Regions from separate parts of the Zea mays genome. Here regions 1 and 2 are each linked to region 3. Evidence: chromatin contacts called from public ChIA-PET and Hi-C data. All regions are on one chromosome and are shown on one strand. Each heading gives the region's core, a stretch centred on a gene start, on an enhancer-like site or on the middle of the called end of the contact. The rest is flanking DNA. Distances are from core to core; before and after follow the strand shown.

The links. Hi-C and Micro-C count contacts between places; a contact is called where the count stands out from the background. ChIA-PET counts read pairs in DNA pulled down with a chosen protein or histone mark.
Region 1: a contact with region 3 is called in a Hi-C map of ear, with 2.7 times the contacts expected there. The contact joins the promoter of LOC100273934 here to the promoter of LOC542529 in region 3. A contact is called at or near these places in 10 of 25 Hi-C or Micro-C datasets (bundle sheath, ear, leaf and 2 more) and 2 of 3 datasets of contacts at active chromatin or transcription factors (leaf and seedling).
Region 2: a contact with region 3 is called in an H3K4me3 ChIA-PET map of seedling, with 6 times the contacts expected there. The contact joins the promoter of LOC103633435 here to the promoter of LOC542529 in region 3. A contact is called at or near these places in 6 of 25 Hi-C or Micro-C datasets (bundle sheath, endosperm, leaf and 2 more) and 1 of 3 datasets of contacts at active chromatin or transcription factors (seedling).

What each region holds. Positions count from the first base shown.
Region 1 is chr7:175,265,340-175,268,815 of Zm-B73-REFERENCE-NAM-5.0, reverse strand. LOC100273934 reads right to left here and starts at 1,551. Exons shown (of 6, transcript NM_001148326.2): 1 at 1,133-1,551; 2 at 780-866; 3 at 579-677; 4 at 286-487; 5 at 65-189. The coding sequence starts at 1,417. It overlaps LOC100274924, which reads right to left. Exons shown (of 2, transcript NM_001331157.1): 2 at 3,123-3,476. The coding sequence ends at 3,394.
Region 2 is chr7:175,669,876-175,673,492 of Zm-B73-REFERENCE-NAM-5.0, reverse strand. LOC103633435 reads left to right here and starts at 1,911. Exons shown (of 2, transcript NM_001149706.2): 1 at 1,911-2,394. The coding sequence starts at 2,144. It also overlaps the pseudogene LOC100216953.
Region 3 is chr7:175,487,067-175,490,489 of Zm-B73-REFERENCE-NAM-5.0, reverse strand. It overlaps LOC542529 (ribosomal proteinS6), which reads right to left and starts at 2,167. Exons shown (of 6, transcript NM_001112074.2): 1 at 2,067-2,167; 2 at 1,926-1,990; 3 at 871-928; 4 at 673-781; 5 at 315-587; 6 at 1-82. The coding sequence starts at 2,072. LOC100192497 reads right to left here. Exons shown (of 9, transcript NM_001155771.2): 9 at 2,946-3,423. The coding sequence ends at 3,226.

The DNA.
Region 1 (3,476 bases), core at 302-2,801, 220 kb after region 3:
AGAAATTGTGTAAATGGCAACAGTTGAGTTGATCAGTTTTTTGCGCATGATAAAAGACATTCACCTTATTTATAGGGACTTCAGATGCTGAAAGAGCACTCGAGGAGCCAACAACCTGATTCTCAGAAACTGCTGCTAGAGCTGAGGCCGCGGCAATCTCAGATGGTCTGAATGACAAGAATGTAGAGCCTGTAAATCCATAGGCACACCCAAACATAGCGCCATCAGCAATGCAAGCAAGCGAATTGAACAGACGATGAGCGGCACGGAAAGAGCCAATTGAACCTTTGAGTGTGCCAATTATGATATCGGTGCACCGTGACGCTAGTGCCAAACTCGGCGGCTTCCCACCATTGAACTTGTCGAGGAAGTAGCTGATGAAAGTGAAGGGGGTCACAGCCTGCATTCTCCATTTCAGGGTGGCCAGCACAAGAAGCTCCATCCTCCCAATAGTCCTTGCTTCGAACTCAAATTTCACATCGCAGACCTACCGTGCAGCATCAAGTTTTAACGATTTCATCAACCAATCAGTGAACAGTTATCTGATACCACAATGCTCTAATTTCCCCTTCACCCACCTGAAGGTCCACAGGAAGAGGGAGCACGGTCTCCTCCATCTTGACAGCGAGTGCTAGGCAAGCAACTGACAACAACTGTCGCATCCAAGGCTTATCGTGCTACAGCAGCAAGGACAGACAAAATACAGAGAGAGCATCCATTAGTAAGAGATTAACTGGACGCAGCAAGCAGACAACCAGTGTACATGCTCAGCTCCTTACTGGGAGATCATATGAGGAGAGGAATCTATCCAGGTAATTCACAGCAAGGTAAAGACTGAGTGGTCCAAACCTGTAGTACGAATGGACCTGCAGAGATCAGCACCTCGTCAGTTTTCAACTTGAAACAGAAATTTGCACATAAAAAGGAGGCTCATTGCTATCGCGTCTCGTGACGATCGAATCGGAAACAGGCCACACGACGTAGGACACGCAGACAAAGCTGGGTCACGCAAAGTCAAAGAGAGATAATGCAACCACCTTCCTAAAATAAATCGATTTTGCCTACTAGAAAGGAGGAATAAAATGCAGGAGCGATTAGATACTAGAGAAGGTTTTTTTGTTTTCGGTTTCACCTTGCAAATCCAATCCATGGCGTCTCTCCTCCAGGAGTACTCCAATCCGCCGCGCTCCAGCCTCTCCGCATAGCCGTCTTGAGGCTTGTGGTCCGTCTCCTTCTCCAACAACGCCCGCACGGCCTCATCTGTGTCCACGGGGAACACGGCGCCGACGACGGAGTCCAAGCCGTCATGGCCGCTCCCCACCTCCACCAGCTCGTTGCCGCAGCCGAGGCCGAGTACGTTGTTCCTGTCCTCCCCGCAGAGCAGTGTGGAGGAAGCACCGAGGCAGAGGATTCCCATCTCAGTCAGTCAAAATCGTAGCAAACAGCGGCCTCCTACTGCTGAAGTACAGAAGTAGAACTAGCAGTACTGCTTGGCACTCGAAGAGAAATCGAGGCGACGATCTCTTTGGGTATGTTTTATAATATAGCGTGTGTTGGAAAATGGCAGAAGGGTAAAGTGAGAGTGAGGAGGGATCTCCCCAGTCCCCTCTGCGTGTTTGGGTGTCCACGGGTAAAATAGAGAATTGGTACGGTAGATGCTGGAGACAATCTGATAGCGACGTGAGATTTTAAGGGTAAATGAGTCAAACAAAAATAATTAGGAGATTTCGTGGCAGATTTTGTAGCCTAAGGATTATATTTTCGTTTTAGAAGTTCGGAGAACCATTTTGTTGACCAAAGTTAACTTTTATATTTTCCAATTCTAAACTAAAATACACCAAAAAAAATCGGACCGGTTTTTTTATCTCGGACCGGACCAAAAACAGCAAGTTTTATCGGTTTTTGTTCATGTGATGCTACAATAAATATTTGCTAATCATAGATTAATTAGACTATATAATACCCGTAAATTAGTATTTAAACGTTGGATGTGATAATACTAATTTTTAGTAAAAAAACCAAATAGTCAAATACCCTAGTCTTGGCTGTCATAAACAATCTTGGCCCAGTCCTCCTTCCCCGTCCAAGCGGCGTCCGAGCAATGACATCACATTGGCATAGCTGATACAGCTCCCTTCTAGATTCCTCAAATTGCTATGATTTTAGCGGGTTTGATGAATCTTGGAAGTTGATGGTGGCAAATGGTGGTCGGATGGGTTTCGATGTTTGAAAGTGTTGCACTAATACAAGTGATCTTCGATGGATTGGTTGTTGTTCAACAGAAGATAAAAGAGGTATTATTCAAGGTATACATGGGAGGGATTGTACATGTTACATGAATGTGAGAAATCATTACCTTTAAATTATTTATTTTTCACACGCTACATTTTGGAGACATGATAAAGTCTGCTAATATGTGGTGCAAGTTTGTGTACATGAAAATAGGAGCAAAAATGCAGAATCTTGATATAAGCAAAATGATGATGTTCGCTTCGGATTAAAGCCAGTTGTTTATACTGATACAACTGAAATCTATAGAGACAAAAATATTGTAGGAGCACTAGAAGTTCAACCATATGCTCTTTTGTGTTCATATGTATACTATTGAGAATGTAAACTGCAATTGGGATATGCAATTTTTTCTACATGAAAATAGAAACAGAGAACCTTGATACAAGCAAAAGAATCTCAGTTTATCATTTGCTTTTGTATTCAGAACACGCTCCCTCTTTTGTAAATGTAATGAGGTCATTACTCATTAGCCTCTAGGCTAGAGTAAAATTTATGCAAAATATGTTATTACTGTTAAAATGGGCTATCATGTGTTAACTGTGTTATTTAATATCTCTGTCTTCTTTTTTCTGGTCTCGACTTTTTGAATAGTAAATAATAAAAAAAGAAGGAAAAACAGAGCTCTCATCCAAGCTCTCTCTTCAACGAAGGGAGGCCTCAGGTGAGATGAACGAAAGCTTGAGCAGACAGCACAAAACAACATAAGAACATGGCTGCCTCTGCCTGGTGGTGCTCCCAGACTCCAATGTGAGAGACGACTCAATGTAGTCTAGTAACGGAGCCGTTCCCCAGTTTCTTGACAGGCTAACAACCAACTAAACAGCTAAATAGGCAACAAAACAAAGAATATTATTCATAAGATTCTGGCATGCATACACTAGGACCAGAAACAACCACCAACTGCAGTACTTGAAAACGCTTTTGAATTCTCCAGGATTTACTAATTCAGCAGATTAAAACATGGGCAAAACCAAAATGCCAGGAACTGCATGTCCAGCTTCCATGATATGCACTCAAAGTGTCAAGCGATCTCACTAGCATTAGCTAACAGTATAGCCCTATTTCGGCCTGCAGATAATAGGATCTTTGCACTAGAGGACATCAGTTTCCTTCGTACTTCGGGTCTGCCATCACGAAGTGGTACGCAATAACCAAGACAAAGATGAAGATGCCCAGGAAATTGG
Region 2 (3,617 bases), core at 662-3,161, 180 kb before region 3:
CTACATTCCATCAATATTGCAGTCCGTATCCTATCCACGATTGTTCTTCATGGATCAGGCTTTAAGGTAAGATAAAAATCTACTGTTTGAATCATGCATAATAAGATGTATAAATGCATTGCCACATTATCAGCTTTGATTGGTTAGTCCTAGATTTATAATAGTCTGTCTTGTGAATTTAACTATTTTGATTGATCAAGGGTATCTGTTTGACTCATTAAGCACTTCGTTAATGGGGATCTATATGTGGCACATTCACATGCTTTAAATTCTTCAAGTTATACTTGTTTGGATTTGTGATGCACATGAGTAGCAGCATGAACTTTCAATTGGCGCCTGGTTGATTCATCGCTAACTTATTTTAACTGTAGTATGGTTCATGCTCAAATATATGGCAGCAGAGTTCCTACTGAAGTATATGACAGTCCCAGAGGTACTGTATATAAGAAAAGCAGGAGCTCTCTATCGTATGAAGATGGATGTACATATAGACATAGACTGATCTGACTATTTTTCTTCTTTTTCAGCAAGGTTTACCCTCTTTTTATACCTAGGAAAAATGTTTGCACAGGTGGTGAAGAAACCCCATTGACAGAAAGTGGTTCGAGTTACTTTGGAGCTGACTCTGGATTCTGTCAAGAAACAGTCTTTTGGTTCCAAGAGAAGCAATAGTTTTAGTTTCTCTGGTGCATCTTCTCACTCCATGGAGAGGCATCGATATTTGCAGAGAGGAATGTTGTCGTCATCAAAGGCCCTTCGAACTGCTTTTGAATCGAACATTGCTTCAAGGTACCTGCTGTTTCATAGTATAACATAACATGCATATCTGTGATCCAATATTATCGTTTGTCGAAAGGATTTTTTTTAAAAAAAAAACTGATACTGTCTGCTGCTCCCAGGTCAGAAAAGCAAGCGCAGCCGCTAAACAGATTGATTTGAAGTGAAGTTCAGCCGTATCATCAGACATCATGCACACAACCATCATGGTAAATTCCTGTTCAGCACGCACAGTAGGTCTCCGTGTGCTCTGTACGGCCTAGTGCTGCTGCGCTAGCTGGTTGGGTGCGTCCGTGCGTGGACGCGCTGTAGCAACCAGGGCACCCCTGTCCATGGTCGCGATCGCGGCCTCCGCTGGCCTGGCCCTTGGCGTGTGCGGGGCGTAGAGACGGAGGAGAATGTTGTACTATGTGCGGGCGCGGCGAGCGAAGCCGGCTGGACCAGACCAGACCACACCAGGGCCAGAGCCAGGGCCACGTGGCATTGGCTCGGCGTAGAGAACGTCCTCCCAATATCTATGAATTTACTACAATATACGTCTCATTATTTTTAGATTCATATATGTATCCATCACGGGGGCCTCCGGCCTCGTTATAGCAAGTATGGGCTGACTGTAATATAATATCCAACTCCGATTCAAAACTGTAATGTTTATTACAAAATTTGACTTAGAAGTAGTGTCTAAAAAGTGGCATGGCAATTGGCATTTGGCAAGTACAATATGCTTGCATTTTTACGAAGGCAAGGCAGAGAATTCGTCCAAGTGAAAGCGAGGGTTTCCGGTAAATCTATCTACAAAAATGCTGGGAATGTTGAAAACGCGATGCCCGCATTTTGGAGTTGCTTGTCACGTGTACAGTGTACTCCGCAGTTTGTTGACGCACCCGACCCGCTCCGTCCTGATGAAAGCCAATGGCATGATGGTGTGGTCAGCGACGGACGTGTGGGCGTAGTTTCTCGGCTAAAAGTTGCTTGACACGTGGGCTAGTATCTTCATTAGCTCCAGGCCTCCAGACAGCGGTCTGCCTGGCCCGAAGTGGGTCCCACTTCCACATGTCTGCCTGGCATACCATACCCCGCCTCCGCCAGTCCGCCCACGCCCATAAAAAGTACTCGGACCAAGCAGCGGCAGCAAAGCCACGACAGCAGTCGAAGCGCGCGGCGCGCCTGCCTAGCCATCCCGGCCACCCGGGGCCAGGGCCCAGGGGGAGGGGAAACCGAGGCAGGCGGCGGCCGCAGCAGCGGCAGCGCAGGGCGCACGCGCTTCTCGTTTCGTGTCCCCACACCCCAGCCGAGGGGGAGTTGGAGGGAAGTAACCGGAGGCGCAGCTTCAAGGAGGAGGCTGGCGGCCGAGCGTTCGTGCGGCATGGGGAGGGACGAGCTGCTGCGGCGGAGCCTCGTGGCGCTGGCGGCGGCCGTGGCGCTCACGGGCTTGGCCACGGCGTCGCTGCGCAAGGCGGCGGCCACATACGGGTTCGGCATCCTCGCCATCGCTGGCGTGCTGCTCCCGGACTGGGAGTTCTTCGACCGGGACTACTCCCAGTGGCTCACCCCCATGCCCGCCTCCCGACGCACGGCCGCGGCCGCGGCCGCCGACCGGGAGCACGACGTCTGGAAGTAAGACTCCGCAACCTTCTTCCTCCTAGTCCCTCCTTTCCTCTGTTATGTGATATTGTGATGTTTCGCCACGGTCCGTACGTCTGTGGAATCTATGTTATTGGGACTTGGGAGGCTCGGGCACTGCCAAAGATCGCTCGCTCTTAGGTTTCTGAAAAGTAGTAGAATTTTGGTCCTTCTCCTTTTCGGTTATTCCCTATATAAGATCTTGCTTTATTTGGAGTCGACTCGAGGTACAAAACCACACATGTTGAATCTTTGGTTTCAGAATTTGGATTGGATGCAATAAGTTCTTGCTCGTTGACTCGAGGTACAAAACCACACCTGGCAGCGAAACTTCTAGCTACTTCCCCTTTCCAGTTCCAGGATTCGACTTCTTTGACAAAACTCGTGGTTTTGGTTTGTCCGGAAGAGGGTTCTAATGTGCACACCTGCCACTTGCCAGACAATAGTTAGGCTTAGGCACCAACATGTCCCTCCTTCATATTCTGATTTTTTTTTTCTGATGAAAACATGCACGATGTTTGAAACAAAAAAATCTAGCAGATCGGCGAGGCACTCAGATTCGTTCATGTTCCTGTTCCTGTGTGGGTTCGACACAACGGATCGAATGCATGTCGATCTCTGTACGGTCCAGAATATCATCGCATTAATTCTTCATCTACAACCATAGCAATTGATGGGCCCTGATGATACAATATGATCACGGAAACATAGCAAATTGCATGAATGATATTTAGAACAAGAAAAAGGACTGTCTCCCAGCAGCAGTGCCATTTGCGATAGGGACTTGCTGGCCTATAGGTAGTTTTAAGTTGCAGAATAATAGGGTCGCTGGCCGGTGGTCCTCCTGCTTTTAATGCCTCTATCGATCGAATAGGTTCAGCGGCATATTGTTTTTCTTCTTTTTTTTTTTTGCTACGGCAGCTGGAGGTTGGTTTATGGTTGTGTCTACCAGTCTAGGAAACTTGTCAAAACTTATGTGGATGTAAGTTTTAATCATTGATTATTTGCATGGCCTGATGACAGTTGGGCTAGCTGTTGGTGTTTTAACTTTTAAGTAGTGGATTAGGTTGTAGTTGGACTATGAGCAGCTGAAATATCGCCTTCGGGACTATTTTCGTGTCTTCGGATGTATACTTTTCTACAGCTTGGCTACCAGATTGTCGCTACTGCATGTAGAAAGGTGGAACAAATCACTTCTTTTGACCTGGAAAAAAACT
Region 3 (3,423 bases), core at 918-3,417:
TCAGCGATTCTAGCACGCTTCCTCTGGAGGGTCAAGGGTGTCACAAGCCGTTGGATCTTAGGTGCCTTGCTGACCTTCTTGCCTGCCAAGGAAACATACAGGTTAGCTTGTTGTGGTTCAAAAACTTCAGAAAACTGTGGCTCATTGTCAAGAAACCCATCCAGCGCATAACAAGCAGAGTACCAAGTAGAAGGGTAAATAACCAAGACAAAGCATGCAGGCACTTGGGAGACAAACTGTCGAACCCAACCAAAGTCAAATCTACTTTAACAAGACATTGAAATTCAACTGCAGTTTGATGCAAGGAAGCTCACCGTTCTTGGTAGTGAATGTCCTGCGGTATGTGTTCACGTACTTGCGTACATCATCATCCTTGTTAAGGTTGAACAGCTTTCTGATCTTGGAGGCCCTCTTGGGACCCCTCATCCTTGGCTTCTCAGTGTCAGTCAGACCAGGCAGATCATTCTCACCCTTCTTCACAATCACCAAGTTGATAACAGATAGGTCTTGGCTCACGATGCAACCACGGACAGACTTCCTCCTGCGCTCACCATTACGCCTGCCATAACCACGGAAGCAGGGAGTCCCTACAGAATTGATATCGAATGTTCAGATAAGAATCAGAGTAAAAGATGGTGCTGAGAGTACACTGTAAATAGGAAGTCTCTATACCCCTATGGAGCAGAAGACGAACACGACCAGAAGTCAAAACTCCTTGCTTCATTGGGAAGCCTTGCTTGTCACATCCACCCATGATCTTGAAGACATAACCCTTGAACTCCTGCAAAACAAAGAAACATATCACACCTATATTTAAGTATGAAATCAGCAAGAGTCATGGATCAAGAAATAAGTCATCCCAAAGTTTACCTCACCCAGAGCATCACCACTGACCTCCTGGGATATCCTTCGGTCATAAAAGGCACGCCTATAGTTGATACAAAAGGTTTATCAGCAAACTAAGCAAGGAAGACCAAGAAGAAATAGCATGTTTATTTGATACCTCAGTCCAATAAAAAACGCAAGTATAGCTCTATTTCTAGAGAAACTTTCTAAAGTGTAAAGAAATTTATAGAAAAGTGTGACAAATCTAATGACATTTATTTGGTATCAGAAATAATGATACTTTTCATATAAACCTAGTCAAATTCAAAATGGTTTAACACAGTAGTATGCTTTTAGGACAGAGGGAATAGATTATAACTTCAGAGAAGACATTTTCATTAACTCAAAAGCTAGATAGTAAAGTCCTCTTTCAAACAAATAAAACAGAACAGATTGATCTACCACCATTTTGAATTAAGTCAGTATAATTTCTAGAAATAAATTATTACCCTAAGTTGCTCTAAGCCCCTATATGAAATATCAATTCTCACCACAATTTAAAACACGGCAATCAAACGATTCCCTGCTCCTAAGTTCAACAAATCATGAATTTAACACGATTTAAACAACATTTAACGCAAATCAAGATGTTTTCCTAATTTAATCAATGGACACGAAAAAAACCAGCAATGATCCATTCAAGAAACAACAAAATGGGGGTGGCGTATATCTAAAAATTCAATACCTCAGAAGACTATGCTAATCATGTATGTTTTTATATTCCTAATTTACTGTTGCATACAAGGCATTATATTATATCCGGATAATAAAGCTAATATATATGAATATAGGAAGTATAAGATGGTCCAGTGGGCAACAGCAAGCAGCCTAAGTAAATGAATCTAAGCAGGAAGGGTTATTAATGAGACAAGGGACAAGTTGGCAAAACCACATAGAACAAACCGATGCATCAAGTACTAGCACTCAAATACTCAATCAAGGCACCATCAGCTACAAAGTGGGCTCGAAGCAAAACACCACTCCCACGGATCTAAGAGAAACGAAAAATACAGAGCAGATGGAGGACGCGAAACACTCACAGCTTCTGGTCGTCATCGATTTCCAGCTTCTTTTGGCACCCGGTGGAAGGGTTCGCGATGTTGAACTGGAAAGTGCGCACAGATCAGATACTATATTCCCACAAACACCTCCTATCGTGGGAAAAGCCGGGAGTAGCTTACCTTCATGGTGGCGTTGCGGCGCGCGCTCGCAGGGAGCGAGGAGCTCGAGCGCTGGGTGGCGAAGGAGGCGGCGGCGCGAGGGCTAGGGTTTTGGACGAGAGGGCAGAGAGGACAGACGATTGGTTTTTATATAAGTTGCGGGGAGGCTAGGAGGAGCGGGCGCCGCACGAACGGTTGCGATGATCGATCTTGGCCGTTCATATTTGCCTGCGCGATTTGGCAGTATAAATGGGCCCCAACCTATGCGACCAAGCTGTACCACCACCCAGTTCGCCCATTTTCTTGGCCCATTAGAGAATATTCTTGTGCCATCGAAAATGCTAGTCGTTGTAGGACATGTTTTGCCTTATATATACTAGCCAAGTATCCTGGTTTCTATTTATATTTAAGTGTAGAATATAAAGCACAAATACATTTATGTTTTGTTGACTAAGTGGTTGTGAATGTATGTTTAGAGCCAAAACAATTATGACTTAAATCTTTATTTGTGTATAATTTTAGTATTTTTACTATTTAAACATGAGAGAGCACGTCGACAGTAAAAACCGTGGAATCATGAAAACCGGTACTTTAATATAGTATTATGTTGGGTTTTCTTCCGAATAAGGTCTTGTTCGGTTATTGATATTCCACGTGGATTAGAGTATATTGGGTGGGATTGGAATAGATTTTTGACTTACTATGAATTTAATCTGACTCAATCTCATCCAATACACATGGATTAACGCAAAAAAACGAATAAACCTTAAATAATGCTAGTCGTTCATTGATATGGTAATAAAGCAAAATCTGATAGGGTGGTAAATAGTACTCGTAACTCATAAGATTGCTTCTAGCAAAAATACAAGAAAAAACACATTGCCGAGACAAGGGAAGACAGAGCCATCAACATACACATTGTGGTACTCATGAAACTGCCCAGTTCATACAGGGCAAACAGAAGGAGCTGAACAACAATTCAGCAAGAATACAACACATAACGTCTATTATTTATCCACAGCGTCACTACCTTGGTTACACAAAACATGTGATATTACAACAACAAAATGGGAGCTCGGAGCTCGCTGAAACAAACAACATGGAATAACAGCAAGACACAAAGACCAGGAGAGTGGGGGAGAGTCCACCGCAGCAACGGTGCCGGACAGCCTGAACCGCGTCACAAGGCACATACAAAGTCGCCACTGTCCTCAACGTCTATGTCGTCAACATCAATGTCATCCAGCTCCATGCTCCCAAGGCCGGGGAGCTGTCCCGCATGCTTCAGCCCGTCGCCGGGCTTCCGGGCCTCCAGTATGATGGACATGATCTCCTCCAGGCTTTGCGAGGGGACATTCATGTCGACTAGCTGTAGGTT